2 separate regions of the Mus musculus genome follow, and region 2 is linked to region 1. A link is a contact called in public ChIA-PET data. All regions are on one chromosome and are shown on one strand. The core of a region is the stretch at or near the end of the contact, and the rest is flanking DNA. Distances in the headings are between cores, read along the strand shown.

What was found. ChIA-PET counts read pairs in DNA pulled down with a chosen protein or histone mark.
Region 2: a contact with region 1 is called in an RNA polymerase II ChIA-PET map of effector CD8 T cells, with 12 read pairs. The contact joins two enhancer-like sites. A contact is called at or near these places in 2 of 484 Hi-C or Micro-C datasets (both in nephron progenitors), 3 of 115 datasets of contacts at active chromatin or transcription factors (effector CD8 T cells, fibro-adipogenic progenitors and memory CD8 T cells) and 1 of 9 other capture datasets (embryonic stem cells).

Annotation. Positions count from the first base shown.
Region 1 is chr11:108,265,429-108,271,887 of GRCm38.p6, reverse strand. All of the region lies in intron 2 of Prkca (protein kinase C, alpha), which reads left to right. Among named protein-coding and RNA genes, the nearest start is that of Prkca, 75 kb to the left of the region's middle. Within about 2 kb of position 2,982, at least 99 of the 459 cell types and tissues checked have an H3K27ac peak or open chromatin away from gene starts, as enhancers often do. A contact at or near this core is called in effector CD8 T cells and memory CD8 T cells, where this site is marked.
Region 2 is chr11:108,049,696-108,056,154 of GRCm38.p6, reverse strand. Prkca (protein kinase C, alpha) reads left to right here. Exons shown (of 17, transcript NM_011101.3): 5 at 2,052-2,180. Among named protein-coding and RNA genes, the nearest start is that of Mir7223, 56 kb to the right of the region's middle. Within about 2 kb of position 3,579, at least 4 of the 459 cell types and tissues checked have an H3K27ac peak or open chromatin away from gene starts, as enhancers often do. A contact at or near this core is called in effector CD8 T cells and memory CD8 T cells, where this site is marked.

The DNA of each region.
Region 1 (6,459 bases), core at 1,733-4,232:
CAGCCCCCTCTCATGTCATTATGGAAGGAGGATGCTAGAAGTGCTCTGCCTTGCCTTTCTCCCAGATGAGAGCAGACGCCAGTTCTGGAGCCCAGAAGCCTGCGAAGCTGGGGGGTCCAGGTGTGCGGATGAGGGACTCTGGCAACCCTGAAGGCCTCAGTCACTAAAGCAGCCTGCCGTGGGCTTTTGTGGGGCCTGTGTCTGGGCTGGAAAGGGATTTCCCACGTGACAGGCTAGAGGGGTTACAGGGACCTCCAGGTGCTTTTACTCCCTGTCACAGGAGCTCTGACTGTACTACTTACAGCTCTGTTGGGTTGCTTTCACGGTGTGCAACCTGGGAGAAGCTTTGAAAGCAGAGAAGGGGGATCACGTGATCCCTTCCACTGTGGTTGCTTGAGTGCTTTCACCCTGCCAAGGTGCCGGCCCCGCCCACGCTTGTGGAGATCCTAGGTGCAAGTCTCCATGCCGCTTCCCTGGCCTTAGTGCCCCATTCTTTCATCTCCTAGACAGTCGAGTGTGGCAGGCCTCTTGGATGGTCTTCTGTGTCCTCTTCCTCCCCCAAGAGCAGAAGAAAGCTTCATTTCTCTTCGTTATGCAGCCTCTCCTCTCAGGTGGCCTGGGTGCTGCCTAGTACGTCACCCGTGGAGCAGGCTCAGGGTATCTTTGGCTGTGCCCACCACAGTGCCTGGCAGCAGCTGGAAGGAAAAGCTCCACAGACCCTTTTCATCAGCCATGGGGCTGATGGGACAAACCAGCGAGTAACCTTAAACAAAGAAGCAAACAAGTACAATCACAAAACACCAGCTTTCTTATGGCTCATTTAATGATGGAACACTGTCTTAGTACTTGTCTTGTTGCTGCGGAAAAAAAAAAAAAATACTTGGGCAAGCAACTTTAAAGCAGGAGGAGTTTACTCGGCTTACCATGGCAGAGAGGGTGTGGCTGCAGGAACGTTAGGCAGCTGGTTCCAGGGCACCCTGTCAAAAGCACAGAGCAATGGCTCTCGGACCCCAACTCATTTTCCCCTTTTTAGTCAATGTGAGAGCCCACCAAGCCCATGGAATGGTCACCCACATTTAGTGTGTCTTCCCACCCTGGGTGACCCATCCAGATAATCTCTTACAGTCTCACACAGAGACTGGTTACCATGGTGATTGGTGATTCTCAATCCCATTGAGCTGACAATCAAAATTAGCCATTGTAAGGAGCCACTCTGTGTTAGTTCACTTAATTTTAACTTATTTAGAAATTTTCTAAATGGATTGGGAAGGACAGTGGAACAAATCCTCCAATTCTTTTCTCAGGATTCACCACGTGCCCACATGCCCCTCCTACCTCTGCCTTCTCAAGCTCTTGTACCCCCCCCCAATTCACTCATATACAAACATACACACACATACACACTCACTCATACACACATGCCTAAAAATACACGTACACACCTACTCATACACACACATACACACATACCAGATACCACACACTAGAACCATATTACACATATCACACAAATACACACACTAGACACCATTCACACATACCACACAGACAATCATCACACAAATACACACCACACACACCTACACACACACACACACACACACATATATATACACACACACATATATACACACACTAGACACCACACACACATATTACACATACAACATATAATACATACATGTATACATATACTAGATACCATATACTCATATACACATATCACACAGACACATCATATAATATACATACCACACATATACACACATATGCTCACATACACATATACACATACCACACATACATACATACATACCACATATCACACCATACACACATACCCCACATATCACCCACACCACACATACACCGTACATCACACACGTACACACACTATATCACACACACATACACAAATACATACACACCTCTCTCTCTCACTCCCTTGTGTATGTACAAATATACATTCTGATCTTCCTCTTTGGTGGAATAGTCTGTAAGCAGGCACTCTTCCAATGTTGAAGGCAACCCAAGTGGTGTCATGGGAAAGAACGAGGAAATCTGCTTTTCAACAGACTGGGCAGTTAGCACTGGCTTGTGTGAGAAGGTGACATCAGAGTGCTTCCGTGTGTACAGGCGGCAGTTAGCAGCGTCCATGTCTGTAGCAAAAGGAAAGGCGCTGTCCTGAGACAGAGCCACTGTCTTCCGAATGCTCACTCAGCTTTGCCATATTTGGGGCTTTGGCCTGTGTGAGTCCTCTATGGTTCTGAACTAACCTCATTTATTACTACCTTAGCCTCTCGGGGGCTGTCTTTGAAAAAGTGCCTTTCATTTTGCATGCATTCTCTAGCAGGTTTATTAATGTGCAAAGAGGCAGGGGCTTGTGCAGATCCGGGAAATGTTTAGTCAGCAGGGCCTCCCGGCCCTGTGAAATGCTTACAAGAGCTAAGCGACCTGGGATGACAAACAGACACACTTTTGCATATTAATAGCTGTGGCTTAATGTTGTAATTGTACTGAGGAATTCTGTACATCCACATATAGAGGGAAGTACAGGCCGTACCAAGTAGCCAGAACCTCAGCTCCTTCTACTGTGTAATGGAGGGTTTTGTTGAGTTTAGAGACCACTGGAAGGCCCCCACTGAGGCACTTTGGTGACTGCATGCTTTCTGATCTATTTAGATGCATATGTGGCTCAAGTGAAAGACACACACACCCTAGACCAGCAGGAGACAGGCACTTTCAGGCCCATTAGGCACTTTGTTGACTAAACAGTGGGGGAGTTGTGCAAGACAAACATTGCATACTGGTGTGAGGTAGAAATAACAACAGCTCACTCCAGACTGAGGTAATCTGAAACGTGAACCAATGATGTTACAAGATTCGGGGTGCTATGGAAGTGATGGGTAACCCCTAACAAACCCAGGTACTGTATGGGTTTGGCTTTTAAGTCCTCCCCATCTAGGCTCTGTAAAACCACTCTGGGGTTGCTCATCACTCTGACAGGTGGTGCTGTCGCTGAGGATAGGCACATGGCGGGTCTGTGGAGTGGGGAGGTGCAGGGAATGGCAGACTGCCGCTTGGTGCAGTCCTGCTTCTAGTTACTGACTGCATCTGGGCTCTCTGGCGCTGGCCTTTGCTGTCAGGAATGGTCCATCGATACCTTGAGATAGAAGTATTTAAGCCTGGGTTTCAGCAGGGTGTGATCAAGCATGGTTTCTCACAGGAAGCCCCCTAGCATGCTGCAAAGCATGTGGTTACACACGCGCATGCACATGCGCACACACACTTTCCAGAGCACTGGTAGGGGCTGCTGAGCCCCTGTACCAAGAAGAGACTCCCCAGGGAGGGGGAGACTCCAGGGCTAACTGGCTGTCTGAGAGGCAAAGAGGCTGAGAGGATTGTGAAGAGGCCCAAAAGACATGTGTTTTATACCGTGGTGACAGCGGTCACTGGGGGGCTTTCAGTGGATCAGTTTCTGTGACACCTGAGGAAGCAGGCACAGAAAAGAGGCCTCTGCTCATCCATGAGGTGTCGCAGTGACTTAGTTCTTAGTCACTCTGCAGTGAGTGTGGAATCAGGCTGGGCTCATCCAACATTCAGCAGGATCCTACCCTGGGACCTGAAGGGGACGTGGGGGCAGTTAGGGAGGTCAGAATGACTTTGCAAAGAAGGATTTATGTCTAAACTATTAGGTTGGAAGAGAATCTGTCCCCATGGGGATGAAAGTGACTAATGTCCGGCTGGTCTTTGAATCATCACTCATAGTCAGTACGCGGCAGCGGGCACCTCTGGGTTCTAAGTGCAGAGTATTTAGCAGTGAACAGGGCAGGAGAGCACTGTTCTCCTGGGACTTCTGTTCTGTGGGTGGAGGTAAGTCACGTGGTAAGCCAGCGAGCCCCAGAGGAGCACAGGGCCATTTAGAAACAGTCTTCCAAAGAAAACAAGCCTTGTGATGGCTCAGAGTAGTGTTGTGGAATTAAGATATGACGCCATTTTCAAATTCTGGCATCAGGGATGTGCTTGCTTAGCATATATGGAGTTTGCTAAGCCAGGTGTGGTGCAGCCTGCAACCCCACCTCCGGGGGAGCGGGGAGCTGGCAGAGGAGTAAAAGCTAGCCTTGGCTCCAGTGAACATCAGAAAACAAGGGACAGTTCTTACCACGAATGCATTTTGCCTTTTATTTATTGTTGGCATGCCCACAAATCCGAGCTATTGTTATTTTGACCGTTGTTTAGCAGTGCGGCAGACAATTTTCAGACAAGGGGTACGGCTTAGCAGGAGGACCTTCCCGCCCAGGACTCAGGGTGCTAGCCTCAAAACCGCAGAAACAAACAAAAATAACAACTACCACCCCTTTCAGATTCTCTTTTATTTTCCCTTTTACCAGTCTTACTGAGGGTGCTCAAAGGGGGAGACCCCAAAGACAGGCTACAAGAGCTAACCATGGAAAGATCTCTGTAGCTCCAAAACCCATGGAAAAATGTTTTGGGGTTTCCGGAGCCCCATTTTATCGGGACCTCACTTCCCACTCAGGAACCTTGGTGTTGTAGATTACTGCTTCCCAACCCCTCTCCTTAACTACAGGAAGGAACCCTGCCAACCACATGTCTCCCACTGGGAAAAATAATTGGCCCAGGGAGAAGGGCTATTTTTAGCATTATTTCAACTCAGGTTTAAACTGTTAGTTCATAGAATATGGTAGCTATTAATTTAAGATGTGAAGATACAGTTACTAAGCGTAGCTCCCTCCCACTCATTTGGAGTCTTTTGGCTGGGTGAAATGCTACTTATTGAATGGAGTGCAAGTTCCTTCTATCTGAAGGTTTCAGGTGCAGCCTAAATCCAGCAATGGCTTGGGAGCAATTGAAACATACTAGTGTGTGTGTGTGTGTGTGTGTAAGGGATGGGAGAATGAATTAGGATTCTAGGAAGGTATGATAAAAGGTGAGAGCAAATACAAGGCCAATGTTTTAAAACCAACCTTCTTGCCCCTGTATGTAGAAGCGTGATAGGAATACATATTCTCTGGAGCTGGTTTAAAAGAAGAGAAGAAGCCATTTAAAATCTCGCATCTCACTCTCTTTTGCTATACATCCATTTCATATATGCAATTTTACTCCTTTTTCCTACTTTCTTGATTTCTTTTTCTTTTTCTCTTTCTTAATCTCCCCCCCCCCCCCCAGACAGGGTTTCTCTGTGTAGCCCTGGATGTCCTGGAACTCACTTTGTAGATCAGGCTGGCCTTGAACTTAGAAATCTGCCTGCCTCATGCCACCACTGCCTAGCTACTTTCTTGATTTCTTAAAGTTTTTTGTTGTTGTTGTTGTTGTTGAGAAATTAAGGGTTGGGCATATAATATTTTTACTTGATAAATGTTCTGTTGTAATTTTCTTTTCTTTCTTTTTTCCTTAATGGGGCCGTGTATCTTGCCACATTGCCAAGGTATATCTTGAAATTGAGCCTCCCACCACTTGGTAGCTGGGGTATAAACAGAGGAGCCGCCATGCCTGGCTTTCTTCTGTCACTTTTTACCCTTTTACAGAACTCTCTATTGCAGAGTTCCCTTTGCTTCTTCCCAAGAAAGGCTGAGATGAGGCTGTTTTGGCATACATGTCTATGGAAATATCGAATTTTCACAAGAGAAATGGTTAAACGTTAAATGATTTACTGGGTCCAGCAGTAGAGCATTTCTTAGGGTGTTTGGTACACACTGCCAAGTTACTCTCCCCAAACAGCACAATCTCACATTCTCAGTCGCTGCCCAACTCATGCTGGGGTTTATACTTCCAATGAATTATTAATCTGATAGATGATAGACATGCCATTTCATTGTGAGACCTTAAGATAAGGAAGACAGGGTGGTGCAGGAAAACTCTACTTGCTTTAGTTTCTTCAAGTCCTTGTCTGGTTAAGAGCAAAGATCCTTGTTTAGCTGAGAATAAATATTTTTTCTGAGAACTGCTCAGTTTAATGGTTCACAGGTGGATTGTCTGTCTGTCTGTCTGTCTGTCCGTCTGCCTCCTTTTCCTCCTATTCCCTCCGTCCCTCATTGGAGCTACAGTAGGTATTAGGTTTATGATTGATAGCTCTTAATGCTGAATCCTCGACTCTATCAGTGAACTCCAGAGCTTTGTTGTAACTTCAAGTCCCGTGATCTGTCATTTGTCACTGAGAGAGGATGGCCCACTCAAGAAGGCTCTTCTCCTTAGTGCCTTTGTTCATGATTCAGAAATAACACCTGCGTCCTGACATTATCACTACCGCCTGAATGTGTTTTAGACCTCTTATGGAGTCTTCACAGTGCAAGAGTTCCCTGTGATATCACCTAAGTGCCAAGGCTTAGGGGTCACTGTGTTTCTGTTTCCTTCTTCAAGAGAGCTAGTACCTACCATTGCTGACATTTTTTATTTGGATCTCAGGACTTTCTTTTTATTTTCTTCTCTTCTTCTTTCTTT
Region 2 (6,459 bases), core at 2,330-4,829, 220 kb after region 1:
CAACATGAGAACATGGTAGAGGGGCCTCCTCTGGAAAGGTAGACTGGGAGAGTAGCCGAGAGCTCTCGTCTGTTTATACAGCCACAGCGCCACCATAAGAATCCCTCAGAGTCACGCTCACAACCTCATGTACTACTGTCTACCCCCAAAGGTCTCTCCTACTCTGGGTGAAACTTCCAGCACACAAACTTTGGGGAGATCTTTCTTCCATAACAGACATTAACTAGACTCACAAACCATCCATTTTAGAGTTTTGTTTCCTGGCTACCCTTGAGTGTCTTTGTAATAAATAAACTGTATAAATCTGAATTTATTAGCTAAATTTTTGACAATACTACCCATCTGGTTTTACATACTAGGATTCTGCTTTAGATTTCATTTGGAACAAAAAGAACTCCATTTCTAAACTATTTTGAAAGACATTGACCCAAGCCAATTTTTTGTGTTATTATTATTATTGTTGTTGTTGTTGTTATTTCTGTAGACTTGGTATCTGGGGCTCCTTCCTGGAAGGAGGAGAATGGGCAGAAGGCATCGGGATCCCAACCCTACCTTAGCAGAGAGATACAGAAGTCACTATACACACTCTTGTCTGCTGTCTCCTTGGACTCTGTGCACAGTTCCTCTTGGTGGGGAAAATGCTAGCCACCACTTATGTCAGCCAACCCTTTGTAGGGTAAGAAATGGGATGAGAGTATGCAAAGGATCTCCCCAAGGTACAAAAGCTGTTTCGAGTAGAGCCAAAACCAGAGTACAATCAGTGTGTGTTTACTCCCAAGTGTGACCCCAGTGTGTGTCCACTTCCGAGTGTGACCCAAGTTTGCATTCACTCCCAAGTGCAACCCCAGTGTGTGTTCATGACCCCACAGCATCCTTGGTAACCATATTCTTTCCGAGGCCCTGTAATTATCATCCTCAAATTTCAGCTCATGCCCAGGTACCCAAAGGTAGATAGGGCTTGGGTAACCCTCGGGAGGTGAATAGCACAACCTCGCAAGAGTCTTCGTTGCTAAGCCCCAGCCAATACAGCGTCTTGAACAGGGAGCTTTGTGGACAGAAACCTGAGGAGATCCACATGTGAGAAGCAGTTTTCAGTATTTAGTTGCAGCAAATAGGTCTTATTTATGACTTTTTCCAAAAAAAAAAAAAAAAAAAAAAAAAAGTGTGCTGCTATGTTTAGATTAAACATTGAGAATGAAAAGAATAGCCAGGTTCTGCCTTGAATATCGCAGATGAATCTTGTTAACATCCCAGGGAGAGTGGGTGAGGATTCCAGAAAGCCCAAGGTACCAGGAGGGCGGAACCAGCACACCTACACAGCCTCATGTTTGTAGTCATCCCTGGGGATTCTTCTCAGGGTTGCTTGCTTTATGGAAATAAGACTGATCTTTTTTTATCCTCCCCCTGTCTCGCCTACATAATGTCAGTGTAAGGAATGGCTTATGCCAGGCATGTATTTGTTTTACTTGGATTAATATTTAAATATTTGAAGACAGGTTTAAAATATCAAACACAAATTCCTTAAAAAAAAAATAAGGCAACATACTTATACCTTCTCAAAAATACTGAGTTACTTGAGGGAAAGAAAATTTTTATGAATTTCGTATACAAAGCCCATAAATTGTCATGTTCTTGGTGGCCAGCTCAGAAAGGCAGAAAGAATTCTCATCAGAAAATTGAATCCTCCATTAAAAATTTGCATATTGCATACCTGTGTGCACATAAACTATTAAGTATTTAGTCTGAACTCTGTATACATTCACTCCTGTAGATTTTGTTAAATATTTGAAACAGTCACAGAAGAAAAACCTGGGTTCTTTTGCTGTGGGAAAGACTGAACAAATGTGAAATAGATATTTTAAGGGTATTGCCACTCAAAGGAGGAAGCCTGTGCTGGAAGGGACATCTGCTCACAGTTCATGTCACCAGAAACATTATAGCAAAGTGTCACATTAGGGAAGAATCGGCCCCACTTCTCAGACACCAAAACACGAAGGCAGCGATATGAGCCCATATGGCCAACCTTACCCCTTTGCTTTTTTGATTCACAGCCTGCGACATGAATGTTCACAAGCAGTGTGTGATCAATGTCCCTAGCCTCTGCGGAATGGATCACACAGAGAAGAGGGGGCGGATTTATCTGAAGGCTGAGGTCACTGATGAAAAGCTCCACGTCACGGGTAAGGCATGGTCCGGGAGAATCATTGTCGGGCAAAGGTCAAGGTGACGGCAAAGCACGTGAATCTGGGCTGGGTGACTTGGTGTCTGTCAAGGCATTTGCCGCTAATTAATACATCCTAGGAGCATACTCTGTACACAGGATTTCCAAATACTCAATTGTCATATAAAGTCTAAAGCAACATGCAGACCTGGGTGCTCTGACAATGGTCACCATTTGGTAAGACTAAAACGAGGCCAGGGGAGACAGATGGCTGGTGGGTCTACATGCTCAGTGGCCTTGGGTTGTTAGGACCTGAAAAATCTATGTTGGAGGTTGTGACAGCAGCTACTGATGTCTGCATATCCTTCCCCTCTGTTAAGGATGATGTCAGGAACTTCATATATGATATTTACCTCTCTATATACTTGACTGTTAGCTTCATTTCCCAGGAAAGACACAAGAAGATAGAGAATGTACAGCACTGCAGAATTATTAAGTGGGAAGACAGGAGAGCATTTGTATCCAAACCCTCATCCTCTAAGTGTCATGCCACATGCATCCTCAACAAATGGTCCAGCCATGGTGAAGATATCCTAGCCACGGGCTATAGCACTCCTTCCTGTATCTGTGTGAGCTCTGCCTGCTACAGCCTGAATTTTCTTCTAGTTTCTCCAGGTCCACTTCTAGTGCATCCACACTCTCATCAAAGTTACCCTGATATCTTGATTCCCCGGGACCTATCCTGTCTTTCACACGTCCCAGCCTCTCTGTGTCATGTCAGGGCCTTATGTTTACTAGTCAAGTGATTTACCATTGGGCTGAACCCCAACCCTCCACGTTGGTTTACTATTTAACTCTTGGAACAGTCTACACTATTTCTCCTGGGGTTCCTGGTGGAGTGCCTGTAAGCTTGGTCTTTGACAGTGTCTTTGCAGAATTTTATCAGATAGGGTTTTATATTTCCATTTGTATTTGTAGCTTTTAACTTTTATCGTTAAGTCCTGGAAAGACTGACTTTAATGGTGTTTGCCTATAAATATCATTATAAACAGTAGAATATGTAATAGAGATAAGAAAGTTCTATTTAAGAAAAGTAGGAAGTGGGACGATTTTAAAGAAAGCTTATTTTGGGAAACATGCTCAAAATTTAGAGAGTGTTGTTGTTTGATTTTCTTCCTTCCTTCCTTCCTTTCTTTGCTTTGTTCTTTCTTTCTCTCTTTCTTTTTTTGAAAAATAAGCACATTTTCTTCGCAGAACTGTCCTTTCAAATCAGAATGCAAGAAACTCAAAGAATTTTGAGGTGTTATTCTGGGTATTTTTGAGACTTTAGCTTTCAACTAGACTTCCTTTCTATGGGGCCAATGCTGTCACCAATGTCACCATTCTGCCTAGGAAAGAAGTGTGCCAAGAGTTGTGAGTTCCTGTGCTAACCACACTCTACTGCAAGATAACTCTTCTCTGATGAGGGTTGGCCAATGCACTGATCTATACGTCTGGTAATATGTTGTTAGGAGTCACTTATTGCTGTGTGTTGAGCAGAATAATTGCAGTGCATTTTCTCCTACATTGCCTCAGTTCTATATGGCCTCAGATTCTGGGTCTCATTGACAATGTCAGGTATGGTTCCATCTCACAGAGTGGGCATTAAACAAACAAACAAATAAATATGGAAAGAAAGAGAGAGACAAAGAAAGAAAAGAAAGAGAGGGAGGGAGAGAGGGAGGGAGGGAGGGAGGGAGGGAGGAAGGAAGGAAGGAAGGAAGGAAGGAAGGAAGGAAGGGCGAGCGAGCTTGGTTGCTCCCATGACATGACATTTGTGCCACTGTTACACTTAGGTGCATAGCTTCTTGCCAGGTGAGTTGTTGTAGCTTGCAGTGTTCACAGCTGGGTGGCACTAGTGATTGCTTTACTCCTCCAGTAGCACACACAGCACCTTCCAGCACTGTGCACACAAGCCAGCAAGGGCGACATGTCCAGTTGAGGTAGATTTCTTCATGTTCTATAACTCAAGTGTGTACTATCTTCAGCAATAGGGTCTTACCACCACGTCCTGAAGTGTAACTAAGAAACAGCTTGTGATACTTGGGCAGGGTTATGGGACCAATAACTCAAAAAGAGGTTTGGTAGCATATCATTTGTAGTTGAAGTTGTATGCCCCCATCACAGGGAAATTCCATTAAAACTCCTTTTATATACTTATATATTTTAGGAAGTTTCTACAGTAAGTTTTCCATGTGACTCTTTCAAAAGGCCAAAAGAGCTACTTTTTAAGTATTTCTGTGTCTCATTTAAACCTGTGAGTAAGATTATTTTGTGATCCTTGATTTATAAATGAAGAAATTGAGGCACAAAGAAACGAAATGGCCAGCTCCTGAAAATTGGAAGTTTGACTGAAAACTTTAATAGTACCAATAAAAGGCTTTAATAGTACCAATAAAATTGGGAATCTCTCTCTAAGATAGTTACTGGATATAGCTCAGTGGGAGATTCTTTGCTGAAAACTCATAAGGCTCCATAAAGCCAAAACAAAGTAAAATAAGATATAGTTCTTTATGTAAAGGAAACCCAACCCTAGATTTAGAAAGTAAACTCAAGAAAATAACTAAAAAGTGACAGTATCTTGAAAATTTGTCTTATTATTTTGGCAGTATTGGTAAGCAAACCTAGGGCCTTGCACGTACATACTAGACAAACACATTACCATAAAGCTGCATCAAATGTTCTTGGTGTTTTGAGATACGATCTCACTATATAGCCTGGGCTGGCCTTCAGCTCTCTATCTGCCTGCCTCTGCCTCCTAAGTGCTAGTATGAAGGATTGTGCCACCCCATCCAGCTAGGAGTTATTGGGCAGAGTCAAAGAGAAGACATCCAACTCACATTTTTGGCATTCCAAAGTATCAAGAGGAAATCCAAGCAAAGGAGCCCTTTTGTGGACAGGGGCTCTGTTTGTCCCTCTTGCTTGCTGGATGGTTCAGTTTGTCCTGAGGAAAGTTGTTGACGACAACAGCTATCACTTCTTTAGTGCCAAGGGTGTGCCTAGCCTTGCCTAGCACTGTGCACCTTGTATGCATTGTCTTGTTGCCTCCACATACAGTCTCAGCAAGGAGGTAACCTTTCTTATCCTCCTCTTCAAGGTGAGTCAGGGGATGGAGAGGAGAGAAGGAAATTCACTGAGCCACAAAGTAGAAGGTAATGGGGCTGGCCAGATTCCGAGCTCTTCCTTCCAACACCTAGTCTCTGAGCCTCCCCGGGTTTCTCTTATTGAGGAGAGTCTCCTTTAGAACAAACAATAAACCCACAAATATTTTTCCAAACTTGCATTCAGCGCTCCAGGACACTCTTGAAAATCCAAACACAGGACTTAAAGCCCGGGGAGAAAAAGGGTACCACGTGGAGGGATTAAAAAGCAAGCCAATTCCAAGTGTCATTAACTGCCAAATTATATGGTCTCAAAAATAGCACACTATGGGGAGGTGCTCCGGATGTGGAGGGGACTGGGAAAGAACAGACCCCATGAAGGAGACTGCTGCGAGGGGGCATTGGAAAGGTAGAGGGAAGAGTGTTTGGCTTGCTCGAGGGAGGGTTAAATAGGATGTGGAATTAGCATGGCTTTAATGAGAACGCAAATATGAGCAATAAGCCACAGTGAGTGGAGCTTAGGGTCCAAATACAAGTGATTTCCTAGGAAATGCATTTAAACTGAACCCCTGAGCAGCCATGTTAATTGCTAGATTAGCTCAGTCCCCATTTCACCTATGTGGAATTGCTCAGGTTGAAAATAATTTCCAAAGTAACTTGGGGAGTTCCCAGTGGGAGCGCTTCACTCTGGGATGGAGACATCCCCCTTTGAAATCAGAAGTGAGTTCAGTTTTCTAGATTGGTGCTGAGTTTGTGGGAAAGGCCTCCTCTTCCTTGGTATATTTTTATGTTTTTACCTTTGATCAATGATGCTAGAGGAAACCAGAACTGTGTTCCCCACCCCATCCCGCCCTGAGGAGATCTTAAAAGGTTTCTTATATTCTTGTATCACTTTCTTATTTGGTATGGAATGATATAAAAGGAAACTTCATGAGAAGTCATTTTCAGTTTAATGTTGTAAGTAAATAGGAGAGAAATAACCACCTGCTTTCTGGCTGTTTCAGGAACACGTGTCTCCCACAGACATATTATGAAGAATGTAATTTCCTCATATACTTTGGCTTGTTAGTATAACATGGAGATTGAAATCCTAACCTGAGTTCTCATGCTGTAGGTGATAGGGGGTACCTTTCTCCTGGTCTGTGACTCCTTGCAACA